Regions from separate parts of the Mus musculus genome. Here regions 1 and 3 are each linked to region 2. Evidence: chromatin contacts called from public Hi-C and promoter capture Hi-C data. All regions are on one chromosome and are shown on one strand. Each heading gives the region's core, a stretch centred on a gene start, on an enhancer-like site or on the middle of the called end of the contact. The rest is flanking DNA. Distances are from core to core; before and after follow the strand shown. Region 1 has its middle 81 kb from the start of Kcna4. Region 2 holds the start of Arl14ep (ADP-ribosylation factor-like 14 effector protein). Region 3 has its middle 91 kb from the start of Fshb.

The links. Promoter capture Hi-C pulls out the DNA fragments that hold promoters and counts their contacts. Hi-C and Micro-C count contacts between places; a contact is called where the count stands out from the background.
Region 1: a Hi-C map of bone marrow-derived macrophages shows a contact between it and region 2, with 3 times the contacts expected there. The contact joins the enhancer-like site here to the promoter of Arl14ep in region 2. A contact is called at or near these places in 2 of 39 promoter capture datasets (both in the 3T3-L1 cell line), 3 of 484 Hi-C or Micro-C datasets (bone marrow-derived macrophages, cortical neurons and group 2 innate lymphoid cells) and 1 of 9 other capture datasets (adipose tissue).
Region 3: a contact with region 2 is called in a promoter capture Hi-C map of hippocampal neurons, with 2.1 times the contacts expected there. The contact joins the enhancer-like site here to the promoter of Arl14ep in region 2. A contact is called at or near these places in 3 of 39 promoter capture datasets (the 3T3-L1 cell line and hippocampal neurons), 1 of 15 datasets of contacts at CTCF or cohesin (the NIH/3T3 cell line) and 1 of 115 datasets of contacts at active chromatin or transcription factors (the NIH/3T3 cell line).

Annotation. Positions count from the first base shown.
Region 1 is chr2:107,207,983-107,210,794 of GRCm38.p6, reverse strand. No RefSeq gene overlaps it. Among named protein-coding and RNA genes, the nearest start is that of Kcna4, 81 kb to the left of the region's middle. Within about 2 kb of position 1,279, at least 5 of the 459 cell types and tissues checked have an H3K27ac peak or open chromatin away from gene starts, as enhancers often do. A contact at or near this core is called in bone marrow-derived macrophages and group 2 innate lymphoid cells, where this site is marked.
Region 2 is chr2:106,972,981-106,975,691 of GRCm38.p6, reverse strand. Arl14ep (ADP-ribosylation factor-like 14 effector protein) reads left to right here and starts at 1,295. Exons shown (of 5, transcript NM_001025102.2): 1 at 1,295-1,420.
Region 3 is chr2:107,149,255-107,152,014 of GRCm38.p6, reverse strand. No RefSeq gene overlaps it. Among named protein-coding and RNA genes, the nearest start is that of Fshb, 91 kb to the right of the region's middle. Within about 2 kb of position 1,449, at least 11 of the 459 cell types and tissues checked have an H3K27ac peak or open chromatin away from gene starts, as enhancers often do. A contact at or near this core is called in hippocampal neurons, where this site is marked.

The DNA of each region.
Region 1 (2,812 bases), core at 30-2,529, 240 kb before region 2:
TTTTGACTCTTCCTGACAACATAAGGACAGCCCTATTGACTTGCAAAAGAAAGCCTGTCCTCATTCTCAAATGGAAAATTGTCTCTGGGTATTCTGTATAAAAGATGTTTTGTGTAATTGGAAGACAAGATGAGAATGAATAGAAATTCAAAATGAATTCTCTCTTGCTACATATCTTATTTTATTCAGCATATAATTAAGAGAAGGACTTGGCACTTATCTTTGAAAGAGAGGATAGAACTCCTCAATGAACTTTGAATATTCAACCACCAAGGTTTCTGTTTCTGAATGAACAGCTTAGTTAAGGTTTTGTTCATATACATTGAATACCACCCAATGAAGCCTAATTTACAGTTATCAGAGTTTATGACTAGCACACATCTTTCCCCTTTTGTCCATGATGCAATCCAAAGAGTTTCCATACTATTCCAATAGAGTAAATTCAAGCTACTAAAAAGTTTCAAATATGTTTTTCCTAGTTTCAAGATTAAGGGGATTAGGGACAGCTGCATTTTAATATGGTCTTTTCTTTGTATGACAATCTGATTCTGACAAATTTACTCTCTAGAATATCTACCTACTTGGTAATTTCCATGAGTCTCTTAGGAAAAAGTGAGCAAATACATAGAATCAGCTGGGATAGAATCTAGCCAGAGTAAGTACTCAATGAAATACTGAACTGAATCAGAATTCTCCCCTGCAAAGGGGAATATTATTCTTCTTCCCTACCCTGACCATTCCCTAATTTTCTAAAAGTTACATCAGCAAATCCCTCAGAGAATCTCTCCCCCTTTTTAAGGGGATGGTGGAAGTAAGAGCTTCAGAAATGGTCTGGAAGAAGTGGTGATTTATATAAGGTCAAAGCTGAGTAGAAATAGGTGAGATCTACCTCAAAGAAATAGCTACTAAACAGAGTATCAGAAAAACCAAGAAGGCATGTGTAGAGTGTAACTATCTCTATAAGGGTTTAATATTCTTCGCAGTACAAAAACATACCCAACAAAGGGAGATGCAAACATATTCAACAAAGGGAAATTTACATATTCCATAGTAAATTTTTATATTCTCCTTCCTTATATTTGTAGATCCCTCAATCACCTTCAAAGCAAAATCTTAGCTGGAATTTCAGTAAATCACAATATCTGTCACATCCTGAGAATGTCACAGTCTGCTGACCCAACAAACCTTTTAACAGTGTTCTCTTGCTCAGATTCTAAGACATTTCTTGAGTCAGAGAAAGAGGAACTAGAATTGGTACATTTATTATGACACATGAGATCCTGCCTGACATCACAGCCGATGTTCCTTCATTGACTCAAAATTTAGAGTTAAAACATCTCCTTCCTCTAAGTCTGCTCCATAAATACCATGCTCTGTATACAATGGTCCCCAGTAAGCACAGATGACTAATTCCTTGCTGCTCTTTGTTAAAGAACTCTGAGTTCTTTAATCCCAACTTTGTGAAGTTTTTTTTTTTTTTTTTGCCATGGGCCACAGAGAAATTTTATCTCTGCATTCATGCCTTGTTCTAGTGTATCGAAAATAAGTGGAGTCTCTTTCTTTAGCCATTAAATCTAATCTTGACTACATAGCTTGCTTTGGTAAAAGGCAATTTTAAAATGCTACACAGGCAGTAGAGGGAGAAGTGTTAGTTCAGTGTCTCCTCTTTTCTTCTGATGACCTGCAAGCATGTTGGGGAAAGCCCAAGCTAGATTATGAGTGATAAACAGAAGTCAGTAGAGATGGGGCTCACTGACAAAACCAGCCTGACAGATACTGAACACAAAATGGGGACTATCATATGCTGACTATCCTGTCAGCTGCCTGCAGAGCTGGTATTATTTTAGGCTACAACATATTGGAGTGGTTTCCCATGAAGCAACAGATCACAAATATTTCTGGCTTGGCAGTTCATCATCATCGACCTTCCATAGATAATAGGTTTTGACTTCTAATTGAAATTCATTAGATAGTGTAGTTAATATATTTGTCCATATATTTATGTTTTATTGTCAGTTGCTTGTGTGAACAAGTAAAATAAGTAGAACTCATAAAATAACACAACTAAAGAATAGAAACAAATAATAGGGATAAGGTTAAAAATTAAAAATGGGAACCTTTAAGATGAAATGAAACATACAAGTATGCTGGATATAAAGGACTATTGTGTGGATAGGATTTATTCAACATTTTTATTATATTTATTTTTTGAACAGAAAAACATTAATTTTTTAATACATTACGCAAACTCTAGAGCTAATATTTTGGGATGGTGATTAACTTTTTCAACTTTAAAAAATCTACATAAATGAAAAGTACAATTGTATCACTATATAAAACTATATTTAAAACAATCTCTACATTAATGAAGAAAATGTCAGTGCTATAATGTAATACATTCTATTTATATGATGATACATAGTGATCTTTTGGAGTTCAAGATGACCACTCAGACTCTATCAAGATTTTAATCATCCAAATCTCATTTAAATTACTGCTGACCATAGCTCCCTTAGTTGGACTGTGGCCCAGCTAAAGTGGAGGGGAGCTTTTAAAGGCATAAGCTACAAGTCATTGTTTCAGACTTATTCACTTTACATCCCACTCTCTGCCCCCCTCCTGAGTACCCCCACTTGCAAACCTTCCCCATCACTCCTCCCCTCCTTCACTGAGCATTTGGGGAACCCCTGGTTATCCCTCCACTCCTGTATATCAAGTCTCTACAAGGCTAGGTGCTTCCTCTCCCAGAGGCCAGACAAGGCAGCCCAGCTAGAAGAACATTCCAGATACAGGCAACAGCTTTTGGGATAGA
Region 2 (2,711 bases), core at 46-2,545:
ATCCAATGGGGCAGGTCAGGGTCTGGCTGGGAGACATCTACTAGGAAGGTAGGTTCAGCTTAAGAGCAAGTTTTCCCTTCCCAGACTCCTTCCAATGCCCCATTCAGTCCTAAGAGCAGAGCCTTGGTTAGGTTTGGCTGACCTCAATGGGTCTGACCTGCTTTCTGAGGCACGACAAAAAAACTGTGTAACTATTTATTGTTCCATCTTTTTCCTTCAGGTGCTGGCCAGAGCTCTCTAACTTAGCATTAGACTTCCTCCTCTTTGCGGAAGTTCCACCTCTCACCCCAAGGCTGTCTGCCACTGAGGCCGGTCATATTTATACTCTACATCTTCCTCTTTGGGACAACTTAAAGATTAACAAATTGCCTGCTCTTGGGTTTTCTTTTTAAAATTCTAATAAGTTGTCCTTGAGTTGTTCTGTTTTAGTTTATTCTTTTATTAATAAAACTAAGATCCCCAGGAAGGAACCCAAATTCCTAGGTTATCATATGTTGACTCTGCAGGGACACCCAAAAATTTCAGGTAATGCTGTCCTCCTTTTTAATCCTTGAGCTGACAAAGAGAACCGAACCCAGTCCTGCACTTCTAGATGACATCACTGGAGGTGGAGTTGATCCAAACACACCATATGTGTCAAATTCTCAAAACCAAGAAAACGTTATATTCATAGCCGCGTGGACTACCTATAGAGTTCTAGGGTCCAGCCTCAACTACCTGGCTGCAACCTTGTCCCAAAATTAAAACAAAAACTCACGCACCTCAAAACAACAATGATTACACCTCTTCTCTCCACCCCCAAAATGTAAAGGTTAATTTCCTGTGGTGTACCTTTTACTCAAAGATCTAGACTTTTTTTTTTTTTTTACAATATATAATAGAGAGAGCGTTTTAGAATATGTTTAGTTGGAATGGATCAAAAAATAAAATGTGAGACTTTAAATAAAAGGTCCATTCCTTGAGTTGCATTTAACTCTCCTCCAGGATTAGGGCTATCTAGGTGCGTTTGTTTGGTGTCCTGCACAGAACAGATTTGCAAACGAAGTAAAGGAAACCTGTGTTTGCTAAGGGCCTCCAAGAGCCTCCCAATTCCCCAACCTCAGGAGAGGATACAAGTTCCCCAAGGCGGGCGAGCAACTGAAGCAACTCTTGCGTTGGATTGAGTCATCCCCCCTTGTCCCCCGCACCCAGCCCTTCCTCCTCCGGAGGCCTCCGGGCTGGCTTCCGCTCTAGGCTCCTCCTGGTTCCTCTCCATGGTACAAGCGGTCTCTCTAGCCGCCCTCGCCGTCCTCTCGGTTTCTGCGCGGGGCCGGCGGTGGTGTGGAAAGCCGAGCTTGGCCTGTGCAGAGACGGTGCTTCCGGAGCCCAGCGGAGACCCGTGGCAGCTCAGGTGGACCGGGCCGGGTCGGGCCGTAGGGCTGTGAGTGGACTCTACCGATGGCACTTGAATGTGGGAGGCCGCGGTGAACCGGGAGGAGTGTTGGGAGGGGAGGCTTGTACGGCGGAAGGGGCTTGTAGCAGCCTGGCACCCGGCTCTACCCTGCACACAGTAGGTCCGCCACTGCATCAGATTGCAGGGTTTTATTTGAACCAGGGCCTCGCCACTGCTGAGCTTCATCCTCAGCTTCTTTGTGAGGACTCACTCGTGCCAAATGTCCTAAACTACCCTCCAACTCATCAAGCCCCTCCTGAGTAGCTCAGATTACAGAAACGAGTAACCAGGCCTGGGGCTTTTAAGTTTTGTTGTTTTGTTTTGTTTTTTGAGACAGTTTCTCTGTGTAGTCTTGGCTGACTTGGAATTCTCTATGTGGACGAGGCTAACCTAGAACTCACAGAGATCCGCCTGCCTCTGCCTCCCAAGTCTAACTTTAAAAACATTTTGTTTTATTACTTTATTTTGTATGGATGGATGTCTTGCCAGTATGTATGTGCCAGCAGTGCGTGGCTGGAGCCCCGACAGATCAGAACAGGGCGTCGGATTACCTTGAAACTGGAGTTACAGGATAGTCTGAGCCACCGGCGTGGGTGCTGGGAATTAACTTGGGTCTTCTGGAACCATCTCTCCAGACCGTCTTTAAAATTCACAATCTTCGCAGTTCTAACCGTGTGATATTTAGTTACGCACTTTGGTGGGTTGAGGGTTTCATTTGTTTCGTTTTGTTTTAAATTTTTTTCTACCCTAGTGCTGTTGATTATGTCTGATGAGTTGAGGCATTGGCAGAGAGTAGGGGCATTAATGAGTGAATCCCACGCGGGGTTGTGGTGGGGATCATTGCAGAGAAGTGGGATCCGATCACATCGATTTCAAGGAGAGTCTGCCATTTGGGACTCTAGGAATTTCTGACCTTGTGTTTATTCAAAAAATTTCTAAAGAGTAAAGTGTCAGAATTTGCTAATTAGAGAAGCCTTGGCTGTTGAGGGAATCCGGTAGTGCCTTGCCTTTGGAGCTTTGCATATAATGCACTAACAAGTAGCAGAGTATGGTGTTGCTGTAAAGCAGAAAGACTGGAAGTTTACTCTTTTACATAGGTTGATGGAAACCTCCGAGGTGAAGGAGGAATTAGTGATGCTTGAAGAATTGATACGAACAAGTGGGGTATACAGATGACTGGATCCCATGGTGGCTGGAGAATATGTGACCCCCGAGCCACCATACTCTGAGGAGGTTTTGCTGACTTGACCTGTGATTGGCCAAACTTGGTGGGCCTAGA
Region 3 (2,760 bases), core at 200-2,699, 180 kb before region 2:
TTATCTTATGATTCTAGTCAGAAAAGAGCCTAATTATATGGCTAAAGTATTTGTAAATATATTTTGAGTCTAAGTCTTATTTCTGAGAGCATGGCCTTGGGAGGTAGAACCAGACCTGACTTATATAACCTAACTTGTACACAGCTTTCTAATCAACAGTTCTTAGCTGCCTCACTTTCCCCTAGGCCTAAACCTGCACTATAGAAATATCTGTCTTGAATGGCATTGCCCCTCTAATCCCCCAATACAGATGTCTCTTTTTGGCTACAAATTACCTACCAAAACTGTAATAGGAATGGTGTATATAATATGGTGTAATACATGGTGTAATAGGGTATGTATATAAAATTCACCATACCCTAACTTCTGGTATGAAGCCAAAACAGGTAACTGAATGAGAGAAGAGGTGTGTATCTCCCCATGATTCTAAAATATAAAGAATACTTTATCATAGAAACTTGTCCTTGATATCCCACAATCTCATTACCTCTAGCATGCTGGCTTGGAGGATTTTCACCTTTATTTTTTTTTATCATTTGTATAAGTATATGCCAGTGTGGTATTTCCTGTGTGAACACAGATGGGCTCATCCATGCTTGCACATGTAAAGGTTGATGTCACATATCTTACTCATCCACCCTCGGCTTATTTTTTGAGACAGGGTCTCTCACTGAACCTGAAGCCCACTGTTTGGACAAGACTGGCTGGCCAGGGAACAGTAGAGATCCTCTTGTCGCTGTTCCCACTCACCAGCTCCAGCTCTGTTCCCACTCACCAGCTCCAGCATGCCATTTTATGTTAGTTTGGAAGATCTGAACCAAAGTCTTTTTGCTTGCCCAGCAAGTACTTTGCCCACTGAGGCACTGCCAAGCCCACATATTCTATTTCCTGTCTGTTATCCAGCTCACTAATAGTAACAATCAATTTGGGGTGATTTCACAAAAAAAAAAAAAAAAAAAAAAAAAAAAAACAAGAGAGAAATAAACAAAAATGTGCTGAGTGACAAAGTATCAGAAAGGCTGTACATACTATAAGTGGGCAAGCCATTAGACTTGAGACTCTGCATCTCCTGACATTCATTTTTGATATTGTAGAAATGCAGTTGATTGGTTTTCCATCTATGTCTGGCTTTGTGACTGTGGGTGCTTGACAATTGCCAGCTCCTTTGTATAATGATAGCAGAGAGAAAGAGACAAGTGATCAATGATTCTTTTGGCCTTAAAGTTCGTGATCCATCATCTAAATTGATATTTTAAGTAGTGAAGCTGAAAAATGAAATTATTGTAATTAATATTTAAACACAGAAAGTGTTGCGTGATGAAGGACCTAGCCCAGACTTTAAACATTTGGAGGAAGCATTTGGCTAGTTCAGAGCATGTACTTTAATCAGCCTACCTGCCTACACTTTTGGAAAACAGTTTATAATTGCAGAATTGGAGGAGACTGAATTTGATCACAATCCCAACTGCCACTCAGTATATTCTTTGCCAGCACAAAGTAGCTTTATACAATTTTACTGTCTCCTCGTTCCAAATGCAATTTCAAAGCCAGCAAAGTCAGAACTGCCGCTGCAGTTGACAATTTTCTTTATCAAATGATTCAGCCTTAAATGTCCCTTCTCAGTCCTCCATTTGCTCATGTCAATATGCCTGCCTCTGTCTCTGCCACTCTCCAGCTCTTGAAGTCAAACCTGCTCAAATTACTTGCCTGTTATTTTTGCAAATATTTCTCCAAGTGATAACCTTTCTGAGCACTCAGGACTCTGCCTATTTTGAACAGGCTATCTTCCTTAATGAATAGCATTTTCTTTGGAAATAATAAGGCAATCTAATTACCTTCTTGAGTGTCTCATATCTTTGTCCTCTTGCAGTTTCTCTGCTTGAAATGGTGCTTAGCCAACTGTTGGCATAGCTACATTCTTCTTATCGCTCACATTTCAACCCACATACTACTATCTCCATGAGGCTTTTCCTGATCCCCACCTCTCCAACAACTGCCATCTTCCATTATCTCCTTATCTGCTCCCAAATTAAGCTTACCATTACATCATGCCTGGGTGGCTTTTGCGATCTCTGTAATTAAATATAATTGTACAAGGGCAGGGATTATTTTTATAATATTCAGGATCTCATTAGTATCTTGAATATCTAGAACTATGATGAGACAAAGGAGTTCCCAGGGAATATTGTTTAAATGGATGAACAAACGAAGAAGGTAAAGGGAACAATGCAGGAAATACAGTTGTCCTGTCTTAAAGAGTTGCCTCGACTCTAGCCACTGTTGCAGCCACGGGCAGGATTCTTCTCACAGTGAGAAACAAGATCGTCTTGTGTGAAAACACCCAGGTTAAAATTTAAATTGTGCCATTTACTAACTCTAGGATTTCAGCAAGTCCCTGGCCTGGCCAAACACAATTTTTACTTAGAATAGACTGTACAGGGTAGCTGTGAGAATAAAATGAGCTCATGTCTAAAAATGTACATTATGGTTGCGCAATAAATATTAATTACTGTCATTTCTATCTCCACATGCTCCCAGCCCCAAGCTTAAATGTGCCAGTTTTCCTTTAACACTTTGGCTCAAGTGTGCACAAAAACATCTTCTCTTGGTTCTCCTTAGCACATCTGAGACAGGCTGGCACTTTACTAATTGCTTGGGGAAAAAACAAAAGGTAATTAAATACAAGGCAGGATGGGGCAGGATAGCTAGCCCAGAACAAGACCTGCCTTCCATTGTAGCTGAGTTTCTCAGACCCAAAGA